Regions from separate parts of the Mus musculus genome. Here all the other regions are linked to region 3. A link is a contact called in public HiChIP or PLAC-seq data. All regions are on one chromosome and are shown on one strand. The core of a region is the stretch at or near the end of the contact, and the rest is flanking DNA. Distances in the headings are between cores, read along the strand shown.

Evidence for each region. HiChIP or PLAC-seq counts read pairs in DNA pulled down with a chosen protein or histone mark.
Region 1: a contact with region 3 is called in an H3K27ac HiChIP or PLAC-seq map of bone marrow-derived dendritic cells, with 4 times the contacts expected there. The contact joins two enhancer-like sites.
Region 2: a contact with region 3 is called in an H3K27ac HiChIP or PLAC-seq map of bone marrow-derived dendritic cells, with 9 times the contacts expected there. The contact joins two enhancer-like sites. A contact is called at or near these places in 5 of 484 Hi-C or Micro-C datasets (the C2C12 cell line, bone marrow-derived macrophages, embryonic stem cells and 1 more), 2 of 115 datasets of contacts at active chromatin or transcription factors (bone marrow-derived dendritic cells and large pre-B cells) and 2 of 9 other capture datasets (embryonic stem cells and liver).

Annotation. Positions count from the first base shown.
Region 1 is chr16:57,454,443-57,458,289 of GRCm38.p6, reverse strand. The region is part of intron 1 of Cmss1 (cms small ribosomal subunit 1); the gene reads left to right. The region is part of intron 1 of Filip1l (filamin A interacting protein 1-like); the gene reads right to left. Among named protein-coding and RNA genes, the nearest start is that of Filip1l, 100 kb to the right of the region's middle. Within about 2 kb of position 2,464, at least 40 of the 459 cell types and tissues checked have an H3K27ac peak or open chromatin away from gene starts, as enhancers often do. A contact at or near this core is called in bone marrow-derived dendritic cells, where this site is marked.
Region 2 is chr16:57,569,531-57,573,762 of GRCm38.p6, reverse strand. The region is part of intron 1 of Cmss1 (cms small ribosomal subunit 1); the gene reads left to right. It overlaps Filip1l (filamin A interacting protein 1-like), which reads right to left. Exons shown (of 5, transcript NM_001040397.4): 5 at 959-4,113. The coding sequence ends at 1,317. Among named protein-coding and RNA genes, the nearest start is that of Cmss1, 35 kb to the left of the region's middle. Within about 2 kb of position 2,457, at least 18 of the 459 cell types and tissues checked have an H3K27ac peak or open chromatin away from gene starts, as enhancers often do. A contact at or near this core is called in bone marrow-derived dendritic cells, where this site is marked.
Region 3 is chr16:57,188,096-57,192,008 of GRCm38.p6, reverse strand. Tbc1d23 (TBC1 domain family, member 23) reads left to right here. Exons shown (of 19, transcript NM_001358433.1): 10 at 443-535; 11 at 2,577-2,747. Among named protein-coding and RNA genes, the nearest start is that of Gm16892, 23 kb to the right of the region's middle. Within about 2 kb of position 2,353, at least 93 of the 459 cell types and tissues checked have an H3K27ac peak or open chromatin away from gene starts, as enhancers often do. A contact at or near this core is called in bone marrow-derived dendritic cells, where this site is marked.

The sequences.
Region 1 (3,847 bases), core at 1,215-3,714, 270 kb before region 3:
TTTGTTCCTCGTGTGCTGTATTTATTGAGTGTGGTCCCCCGCCCCATCCCCATCTCTCCATCACTTCCTCATCTTTATCCATCCCTTAAAGGCACACAAGGAGTCCCTAGCCCTTTTATTTCCAGCAATCTTTGCTTTTCATTTGTCCCTTGATAATTTTGTTCATCCTTAGCCTCAGCTACAGTGGGTTGGGGCCAACTCCTAAGAACCAGCGTTGCACGGCTCTTTTCTGCCCTGTGTACCGACCGTCATAGATAGCTAAAAGATCATCCAAGGTAAGAATAGCATCGGCTCCTGCTTCAGCAACAGCCACAGGTCAGGGCTTTATTCCTACGGCCGTGTTAGCAGCAGAACACTAGCCTCGGCAGGGCATACTCGACAGTTTCTGAAAGCGTCTCACACTTTCTGAGCTCCAGACATCATTTCCAGCTGATTTCTAGCCAGCTCATCTTGAACACCCAAATGTCGAATGAAATTTATTGTCTTCTCCTGAAGCAATCCTGGCCTGCCCTAGCCCATCAAATCCTAACACTCGCATTGCTCTCCTGGTAATACCCTCCTCTCGCCCATCTAGCCACTATACCTACTTAACTGATAGGTATGTATCCTCACCTCATTTCATAAAGATTGACGTTAGTTCAGTAAGATACATGGTGGGGCACTGCAGAGTAAATTCTCTAACAGTGAGCATAGAACAGGGTATTGGAGCAAAGAAGGAATGAGTACCAGAAGAGCAGATGAATCTGGAAGTGACACAGGCATACAGAACACATGTCATGGAGACCAGCCAGCCACATGTTGCCAGTTAATTCAACATCCAGAAGTACTTTAGATTCATCTTTGTCTGAAAATGCAGTATTGCAGCCTCTGTACCCTTCAAATGCCTGTCTACCTCATATTCACTCTCCACTGCGCTTCTAAAGAAGCGATTCTCACAAGACCCAATCATGTTATGCTTGCCCCAGCGTTGAGATTTCCTGTAGCTCTCCAAAGCCTTTGAAAGAAAGTTCAAGTGAACACCCAGAGAAAACCTCCTGCCAGGAGAATTTCTGGCCTATCCTTTAAGACTCGGCATTGATATCTCTGAAGCCATCCTTGGCTTTCATGGGCACTTCTGCTGTGTACTCAGGGTATACGACTCAGGATGTAATTATTGAACATCTATGTCATCAATTGTGCTTGCACGGAAGAGTACCTTTGCAAAGGTAATCCTTTTTAAAGCATTTCTGTTTGAGAAAACATACTTAAGAAATTATACCAAAAAAAAACAGGAATTCTAGTACTCAAGAGAGTGAGGCAAGAAGATCCCAACTTTCAAGCTAGCCTGAACCAACACCCCATCTCAAGGTATAAATAAATAAATAAGTATTAAAAAAGTGAATTTAAAAGAGGGGCTGAATAGAACTTATCTACTTAGCCTGATGATACCCTAGTGTCAGTCCTCAATGCCTAAAAGAAACAAGAAAGCAACAAAGTGAGGGAAGGTGGGACAGAGGGACAGGGACTGAGTAGGGTTGGGGGTTGAGAAGGAAGGAAGGAAAGGAATAATTTCCACACTAGAAGAGAATGCTAAGTACAAAGTAGGAGACAGGAAGGAAGGGGGCCCTGTCTCGCAGACAGCGTATATTACTTTGTCTTAGGATATTTACTAGCATTCTCTCCGCACCTCAGTGGGAGTCACGTATATTACCTGAACCACAGTGAGAGGTACAGAGGTGCAGTAGTATCTGTAGGATAGGTGGAAGAAAATTCTAACAACTGCCCAGAACTATATGGAAGTTTCTTCTCTTATTTTATTTAGATTTGCGTGAGCATGGAGATGGAACCATGGACGCATATATCTTTAGTATGTATAGGCCACATTCCCTGCCCTGGGAATTGCTTCTTGTGGTTCACAGAGTGAATCTGCTGGACTTCAAGGAAAAGCTCAGGGCCTAGCCTACTCAATCAGCCCTTTGCTAAACACATAAAAGAAGCCTGCCACTTGATGGTTCATTTGCTTTACAGCAGTTTGCCAGAGGCTCAAGCAAAAGGTCCTAATTAAAAGATCTGCTGTTTCTGTGGTCTCTTGCTCAACGGTAAGGAGAGAACCCTCAGGGCTTCATCCCATCCCCACACAGTGAATCCAGTTAATCTTCTAGATTAAAACAAAGCATGCACACCACCCTCAAAATTTACAGCTGAGTTTCACACATAGTCTAGTTCCCTCTACTCTCTGAGGTCCTCTATACATGTGGATATAAAGATGCCGGTCAGTCTCTCAACCCTAGTGGCTCTCAGTCCTGAAAGAGGCATGGGAGTGGGGAGCCTCTGGCCAGCAAGGGGTCCAAGCATGCCTATTGTTTGAAAGTGTTCCCAGTAATTCTAATGTATGGTCAGGAGTGAAGACACTGTCCTAGAGTCAAGACAGTATTCACTGCACTCCGCCCTGAATTGCTTCATGTCCCCTCTTCATCCTTCACGCCTCTGCCCTTCAACTTCCCCGGGGTTTTCCAGCCTCTTGCTTTTAGAAGGAAGACAGTTGGCCAGAGCCACAGCAGAGCACTGCCCACACTCAGAAAACAACATGTGTCTTTGTGTTCTTGTTTACTATCTATCTCTCACTGGACCTGAGGCTCTGATATTGGCACTGCTATGGAGTCCCTGACAGCTGCAGATCCAGGAGTATGTGATGGCTATGCTGAGGCAGGGGCAGAAGGAGCTGGAAGCAGCAGCTAGACATCTGGAGGAAAAGTCATGCCTAAGCTAAGCAGTACTGAATAATCACCACATCAAAGACTACCTACTCTTGCTACTTCTTTATGAAAGAAAAATTAAATCCACAAAACAATATATGCTTATTAAAAACAACTTCAGTGTTGTTAAAAGTGAAAGTTCTTTGGTGCTTGTTATTTGAAGTATTTTATATAGTCTACAGAATTAATATGTAGGTTGATTTTTAAAAGAACTGAGCTATTTCAAGTGTAGTATAAAGTAACTGTGTCCTCTATAAACATGGTGACAATGCCTGTAGTTTGCCCTGTAGCAAGACATGGGTCGGGGTAGGGCAGGGATTTGGCCGGAGCCATATTTTCCTAGACAACCTGTCTTCTGGGTGTTACCTGTTTCAGAGCACTTGCTTTTCATTAAATCATTCCATATTTCATATTCTTTCTCTTTTACCCAAAATGAGGTCTGATTGAGTCTAATATTAATAATGCTACTTATTATAGATGTCAGTTCTCTTAATGGAGGCTTACAATTAATCTATGTTAAGGGTGATAGATAAATTTGGTGATAGCTAGGATAGCCTCTCATTCCACCTGGTTTTTCTAAATAAGTCTTAATGGAACAAAGCTGTAACTGTTCATCTATGTATCATCTAGAGCTGTCCACATCCTACAATGACAGGGGAGAGGCATCGCGACAGAAACCATATAGCAGCAAAATCTAAAATCCTTGCTATGCGGGACTTTGAGGCAAAAAATTGACCAACTTGTGTTGACCTGACCAACAGAATCTTACTCTCAAGAATCAGAACAAACCCAGTAAGGTCTGTGTGTGGGAATGAGGATGCTGGGATTTTGTCTGTAATACTATGCACGTCTCACTGCTTTCGGTAGAGAGCGACTCAGCAAGGACACAGTATAGGATGGCCCAGGGAGAGGGTATGAAGACATGTTCCATCAGAAAGAGGCTCAGCAAGGACACAGTATAGGATGGGCCAGGGAGAGGGCATGAAGACATGTTCCGTCAGAAAGAGGCTCAGCAAGGACACGGTACAGGATGGGCCAGGGAGAGGGTATGAAGGCATGTTCCATCTAGTTGGGTCCTGTCTTCCCATCCAACAAGTCACATCTTCTCCCTT
Region 2 (4,232 bases), core at 1,208-3,707, 380 kb before region 3:
GGCGAATTAGCTGTTCTGAAGTCATCCTTTTAGAATGTGACTTGGGGACTCGATGTGTAATTTAATATGTTCCTTTAAAAGCTGTGCTCTCTGCCCTGAGGTGTGGAGTGAGTGTGCTCAGGGCTACAAGGAGTTTGGTGTCAATCTCTAGGAAGCTTTGGCAGAGCTTTTTTTTTTTCATGTAACCTGTGAATGGCATAGCAACCACAGAAGAAATCACACGATTACCTCTGCTGCCACGCGGCATGCTTATTTTTAAAAAAGTCTTTTAACTTGTGCTCCTAACTATCTGCAGCTTTTATTTGCTTCTTGCGAGTTCTTTCAGAAATATAAATTGTATGCTTCTGATTGTAGCCTTACTCACAAGCAGGGCAGGGCAGCACCCACATTAAGTAATTTTAGGAACCAAATAACACAGAGCAAGAATTGCACTTTTGTTTTGAAGGAGAATGTCCAGAAGTTTATGTCATAGTGGCTGATTCCAGATTTAGATGTAATATATGCTGTAGGGGGGTTTCAGTCTGCTTGAGAAACCTATCAGCCCTTGATATTCAAGCTAACTTAAAGTTCCAAACTCGCTTTCTGGCTTCCTGTCACCTGCCAGAGCTTTTAATTTTTACCATCAGTGTATTTGTGTGCTCATTAATAGAAACATTTTAATATTATTTTATCCTGACATCTGAAAACATTTTCTGACTTCTGATAGTTCTCTTTTGAGCACTAAAAATACTGAGGTACATCTCAAGAATGGCAGTACGTTTACCATAGTTATTTTGGTTCATTTTGAAGTCATGGACCTGAACCACTTTTTCCTCCTATAATGCGTGACCAGAACTATATATGACAAATAGCTCCTGCTTATTCTATAGGAAAAATTATTGGACATCTTAAACAGGAAATAAAATGATATTGTACATGCAGATATATAACACAGAATGATCAAATGAAAATTCAGCAAGCAATGGCAAAAGTAACAAACTATTTACTGTTTTATAATGTTAAGTAATTCACCAAGACAAGTTGCAGTCAAATTAAAGTGAGTTATGGAAAATGAAATACATAAAGATGTATTTATACAAGTGCAGACTAAATATTTTCCATACAGGTATGTAAATAAAAAGATATACAGTAAGTGCACACTTGATGTGACTATGCAGGCAACACATAGTTAGTTCCAGATACTCTTGTTCAGTCCATGCACAAATCTTCCCAAAGTACAGGTTTAGTCATTCTTCTAAGGGATTTGGAGGGGTGATTAAAAAGGGACTGAGTTCCTTGCAAGAATATCAGTATGAACTGGATGAGGGTGAGGGTGGTCAGTTATATATATTACTTACTGTAATTTGTGATTGTCGAGGAAGAGGTGTGGCTGTTGGTGTGATAGTAATACTGCTGGTGACTTTATTGGTTGTTTTGTTTAGTGCCCCATTAGTTAAGCCTTGAGTTCTGTTATCCTGCAGTGGTGCTGAAGGGCTGGCAGGTCTCATGGGGCCAGCCACAGCTTGCATGTAAGGACTTCCTAAGTGAATGTGGATTTTATTATCCTCAGTAGTTATCACACTTGAGCTGTTACTGTTTGAACGTTGAAACTGCCATGATGACTGCCGGTCTGGGGAGACTCTGAAAATTGCATGCTTGGCGCTGATTTCTATCGGCTCTGGGGAGCAGCCTTGCTCAGGAGAACTAGGTGAACCAGTCATAGCCAAAACCTGAATAGGTGACATTGTCCGTTCTGGAGTCACAGAACCACAGGACTCTGGGGTCTGTGCTCTGGCAAAGGTTGCCATGGTAACTGGGGACATGCTTTGCTCTAAGTTCATAAGGCTTTCTGTAGAGCTTTTGGACTTAATTGGTGTTATAGAGGCATTTTGGAGAATGGTAATCCTTTGCTTTGGGGTGCCACAGTTTGGTATCACCGCTGTGCTGGTGTAGGAGTGAGGACTCTCTGTGGTTGGACTTGTGATTTCAAGAGTAGCTGTATTTTGAATGTGGTCTGGAGTAACCTTTATGTGAAGTGGCTGCCCAGGTGTGTGACTTAGAACAAGATCTCCAGGTTGTACAAAGTTGCCATTGGACTTAGTTTGTATTTTTCCATTCTGAGGATGGCCCTCCTTGGATTTCATCCAGGGAATCCATAGTTTCCTGTTCATAGGAAGAGAAGAAGACTGGCTGCATCTGAAGGACAGCACAGACTCCTCCTCATTAGGGTCGTCATCCTGGTCCTCATTCTCCTCATAGAACTGACCATTGATCACTGCTCTTTCCAGAGGAATGAGGCTCTTGTAGTCTGGTGGCTCACTGTCTGCTGCTTCCGTTTGAACTTCTTTAGAAAATACTTGCGGGTCAGAGATTCTTCTTTCGTTGAGACTAGGCCGGAGGCTCTTACTAAAGTGCCTATACCTTTCTAACTCTTTAGTGAGGTTTTCAATCTCTCTTCCCAAATCTCTGTTCCTGTTTTCTTGTTGGTTTAGTTTCTTTTGCAGAAGGGAGTGGTCTCCTTGGAGGTGACATATTAGGTCCTCTGTGGCCATGTACTCATGAATTTTCTCTTTTAATGCATCCACTTCTCTGGACAGGTGCCCTGATTTTGCTTCTTCTTCCTGGAGCCTCCTAAAGAGCCACTGCTCGTGGCTGGACTCTGTCTTCTCGGCCAACTTGTACTTGGCAAGCTCCATCTTGGCATGTTCCAGCTCCTGAGACAGAAACTGAGCCTTGTCTCTCTCGTTAGCATACCTCCGTTCTAAGGTCTCGTACTCATCCTCTGTTTTCATGAGGTCATCCTCAATGGCTTTCATATCCTTTAGCTTCAGTTTCAGATTTTCCACTTCTTGAGAGAGCTCTTTAATCTTATTGTTTTCTTGGTGTAATGCTGCTGTGGACTTACTGGAGTCTTGGTTTAATTTGTTTTTTACAAAATCTTTCTCAATTGCTTCCAGTGACTGAAGCCTGTTTTTCAATATAGTAACTTTTGACAAGAGATCATGTCCTTTCTCTTCTTCTGCTTTCAGTTTATTTCTGAGGTCATCTCTCTCCTTGGTTACACTGTACATCTTCTCTTCTGCATCAGTTTTGGACTTGAGTGCCCTCTTGGTTTCCTCAATTAACTTCTCAGTCACTGTTGTTACTTTATTTTGCTCTGCTTGGAGCTGAGAGGTGGTGCTTTGTAACTTATCTTCTGTTTGCTTTAATTTTTCACTCATTGTTTTGCGTTCATCTACAAGCATCACAGTTAAAGTTTTCAGTTTAGTTAAATCATCCTTTAGTGTGATTTCTGTCTTTTCTAGCCGACTTTCAATGGCTTCTAGCTCTTTGATTCTGGCATTTAAACTCTCCAGCTCTTCAGACAATTGCTTTGTGGTCATCTTTTCTTTTTCTAAATTGCATTTCAGAGAGTAGCATTCTTGTTTGCTTTTGTCTAAAGCATCTTCTAATTTTTCCAGAGCTGTGATCCTTACACTAAGTTTGTCAACCTCTAGTTTGAAGTCTTTACTCTGTACTGTCTCTTTCTCTAGCCTCTTATTGAGGTCTCTGCACTGCTCCTCCATTTTTATGAGCTCTTCATCTTTCCCTTCCATGTCCAGCACGCGCTTCCTGAGCTCATCCACTTCATCCATGATGCCAGAGTTTCCATATTCTCCCTTGTTTATTTTGTCTTTTATATCCTGCAGCTCTTCCTCGGCTTTTCTTAAAGACCTGTTGGTCTCTTCTAACTCATCAATTTGCCGACTGAGTGCTGCCAGCTTCTGTCGGAGCTGGCGATTTTGACTGTCCTCATTGGTGAGCTTCGCCATAATTTTGTCTTGGTTTTGGTGAAACTCTGTGGTCTGTGTCTGCAGTTCTTTTTCTAGTCTGGTTGCCTTCTGCTCTTCTTCCTGAGCTCTGGCCTCAGCAAGGGCTAGTTTACCCTGTGTTTCCTTTGCACTTGTGGTCAGAGCTTGGATTTTCTGTCTTTGAAGGGCGAGTTGAGCTGTAAGCCGTTGTTGTTCATCCACCACCATCAAAGCAAAGGACTTCAGCTTGGTCAGCTCCTCCTTCAGGGTCTTGATCCTCTTCTCCTTTTCTTGCTCCTTCTTTTCCTGGGACGCAGTTTCTTGATCAATTAGTTTCTTTAATCTGAAAATACAAGAGCACAGACTGCAGTTAGTACTTTAGGAATTCACCAGCTGTAATTAACCTTCTTTGTAATAAAAAGCAATTGCTCATAGTTAGCTTCCTGAGAAGTGTTATTAAAA
Region 3 (3,913 bases), core at 1,104-3,603:
CCCAGAGAAACCCTGTCTTAAACAAACAAAGAAAACAAAAGAGAAGAGGGCACATATGAGCCTGGCTCCTCCATACACAAGAGAAACAGTTCTTTGGATGGCCTGTAAGTCTGTGGACCTGAAAATTACAGTTTGTCGAGCATTGAGTTTAAGGAAATAAAGTGTCTATTTCTAACATAGAGCTTTTGTTCAGATTGCCAGACTCTTGCTACATAGTGAGACTTTCAAGCTTAATACATAAGAAAAAATGTATTTACATCTTAACGGTTACCTTTTTGTGTGTATATAAATTGGGTCCGCCTAATTCCCTGTGAGATCCATTTAAAAACAGCCTGTCCCCCCCTCCCCCCCCACCCCCTTTTTGGTTTCTTTTTTACTATCTGGTTGTATGGTGTGAACTTCATGTCTAATCCCACAATGCCACATGTTGTTGCCTTTTTAGGAAGGAGTCCGGTTCTTCGTGGTGGACTGCCGTCCTGCGGAGCAGTACAATGCTGGGCATTTGGCAACCGCGTTCCACCTAGACTCAGACTTGGTTAGTCGATGTGCACGTCGGATGTTTTGGGAGAGACGGGGTGGATCTCCCTCTGGCTTCTAGCTAGATCTACGTGACCCAATGGGGTGCTGTCTTCTGGCAGCTGCCCTGTGGGAGGGGCTTGAGGTCCCTTTTCTTCTAGGGGCAGTTGTCATAAAGTGACGTCTGTTAACTGTGGCTCACGCTCCTCCCATTATTATGTCAGTAAATTCTACACTCGCTGTGAGCTATCTCCCAGGTAGATCACTTAGCATTGTGCCTTGCACCTTGTAAGTACTGTAGAAATAGGAGCTCTTAGCATAATTGGATAAGAATCCTATAAGTTTTTGCTATAAGACATTTTTAAAGTTTATGAGTATTTTTATAACTAATATGCAGGCAATGTTGTATCTGACATATAATTGCTCAGTTGTTAAAGTCACCGTAGCCTAGGGTAACTCCCATTGTAGAATGAGTAAAGTAAATATGATCATAAGAGGCGCTTAGAGCTGTTGAGGCACGGAGACTGGCGCCATGTAAGCCTCTCTAAGGTTAAAGCCTCAGAGGTGGGGGACAGCTGAATAGGGAGGTGCCCTCCACCCCCACCCCTCCCCCACCCCCTCCCCTCCAGCTGAATACACAGCCTTCCCTCCTCATTCATCTTGTCTAGAGATAGTGGTCCTGGAGCCGGAAGGCTAGGTGGTATGGAGAGGAAACTAACAGAAAATGAAGGTCCTACTTAGAATTTGGACATCGGGTGAGAAAGGACCTGCTAGCCTGTCTGTGTCCTCTGAGTGAGAGCTGTGCCTGCCCCTGCTTTTTCTCATGATTCATGGGTACCTTCCTTTTCATCAGTTAACGTTGCAGAGAATATGCTGAATCAGCTGTCATCAGCTTGCTCAGTCTTCACCTTGAATACATACTCTTTCTTTGCCACGTTACCTTTGCTTCGTGGTTTCTTGGGACCTTTCCCTTTAAGTACGTTCCCTTTAATGTTTCACAGAGGGCCATGGTGCAGCAACGATCATAGTTTGTTGTTCGGTGAATGTATACTTAGTTTACTCTCAGTTTTGTTAGGAAGCTGGTGATGAAAACTTTACACGTATTTTGTGTCGTTTTCCAAATAGCTCTGTAAAGAGACTCTTTAAAGTAGAATAATTGGGTTGGGGGATGTGGCTTTAAAAAGCCTGACGATCCTATACCTCAGTACTGGCTCCGTAATGCTCTGTGTCATCAGCATTCCTGGGCGTTATCAGTCATGGGTTTTTGTTTGTTTTCTAGAATAGACTGAAAATAGAGGTAAGCAAGCAAGGAGAAAACTCCTTTCCTCTCTTCTTGAAGTTGCTTTTTCCTTGGGTGGAGAGCTGTCTGAGAGGTTAGGCGCACACGCTGGTCTTGTAGAGAACCTGAGTTTGTTTCTCAGCACCCACGTGATGCTCATAGCAGCCTTTAACTCCAGTTCCAGAGGCTCTGATCCCTCATGTAGCCACTCAGACATAACAATCTTCAAAACTATTAAATTGCTCTTCTCTCTGATCTGCCCGTTTTTCTCCTGGATTTTTTTGCTGTATGGGATTTTAGTAATGAGAGCTTAGAGTTTTTGTAGTTTTTGGTATACTTACTTCATTGAAGGTGAGGAATGGGTTTTGATTTTTGTTTTATCAATACCTAAAGAAAATGGTAAGTAAATGGTCTCTACTGTTTCTGATGTCTTCTAAGACATACGTGGACTGCCTTGTAAGAGGAAACGGAAAAGCAGAACTGTTTGAATCTGTCCTTGTTATTTCCTCTGTTCAGAACTAAACTGTGTCATCATGACTCAGGACTACTGTAGCTGGGCAGTGGTCCATGTGAAACAGTTCTTCCTTCTGATTGAGGAGTGTTTGTCTCAGCCTTTGTTCCAATATATACATAAACATATCCCTGGAATTTTACTTATTTATGCCTTTTCATTTTCCATCCCTTTAATGCTTGGTTTTTAATGTTGGTAATTTGCATGGATGTAGTTTCCGGTTTTACAAATACATGCTTGCCAAGTTTCTAATTTTTTAAAATAATCTAGATGCTCCAGAATCCATCTGAGTTTGCACAGTCAGTAAAGTCCTTGCTAGAAGCACAGAAACAGTCCATTGAGTCTGGCTCCATAGCAGGCGGGGAGCACCTCTGTTTTATGGGCAGTGGCAGAGAGGAAGAAGACATGTACATGAACATGGTCCTCGCACACTTCTTACAGGTATGTTCACGTTGATTAGTCCGTCTTGTTTGCTCGTGGCTGACACCGTGGAGAAATCCACAGCTAGTGTTCTTTTACTTTTATATCCATGTATCCATATATTTTGTAAGCTTCTCAATTTTATATCTTAACATCTTTTTCTCAATATTTTTCTTACATGCTCATATGATACTATTTTAATTATGTTTTAAACCATATGGAATCTATTTTCATGTAGGAAGTGAGGTAGGAAAATTACTGTGCCATTTATCACTGTGTTGATGAGTTTTCTTTTTTTTATTATATTCTTTCTTTATTTACATTTCAAATATTATTCCCTTTTCTGGTTTCCCCTCTGAAAACCCCCTATTCCACCGCCCCCCCCACACTAACCCCCCCACACCTACTTCCTGGTCCTGGCATTCCCCTACACTGGGGCATAGAGCCTTCACAAGACCAAGGGCCTCTCCTCCCATCGATAACCAACTAGGCCATCCTCTGCTACATATGCAGCTAGAGCCACGAGTCCTACCATGTGTTTTCTTTGGTTGGTGGTTTAGTCCTAGGGAGCTCTGTGGGTACTGGTTAGTTCATATTGATGATCCTCCTATGGGGCTGCAAACCCCTTCAACGCCTTGGGTCCTTTCTCTAGCTCCTTCACTGGGGACCCTGTGCTCAGTCCAGTGGTTGGCTGCAAGCATCCACTTCTGTATTTGTCAGGTACTGGTGGAGCCTCTCAGGAGACAGCTATATCAGGCTCCTGTCAGCAGGCTCTTGTTGGCATCTACAATAGTGTCTGGGTTTGGTGATTGTATATGAATGGATCCCCAGGTGGGGCAGTCTCTGGATGGTCATTCTTTCAGTCTCTGCTCCACACTTTGTTTCTATAACTCCTGCCATGGGTAATTTGTTCCTCCTTCTCAGAAGGATCAAAGTATCCACACTTTGGTCTTCCTTCTTCTTGAGTTTCATGTGGTTTGTGAATTGTATCTTGGGTATTCTGAGCTTCTGGGCTAATATCCACTTATCAGTGAGTGCATTCCATGTGTGTTCTTTTGAGATTGGGTTACCTCACTCAAGATGATATTTTCTAGTTCTCACCTAAGAATTTTATAAATTCATTGTTTTTAATTGCTGAGTAGTACTCCATTGTATAAAAATGTGTCACATTTTCTGTATCCATTCCT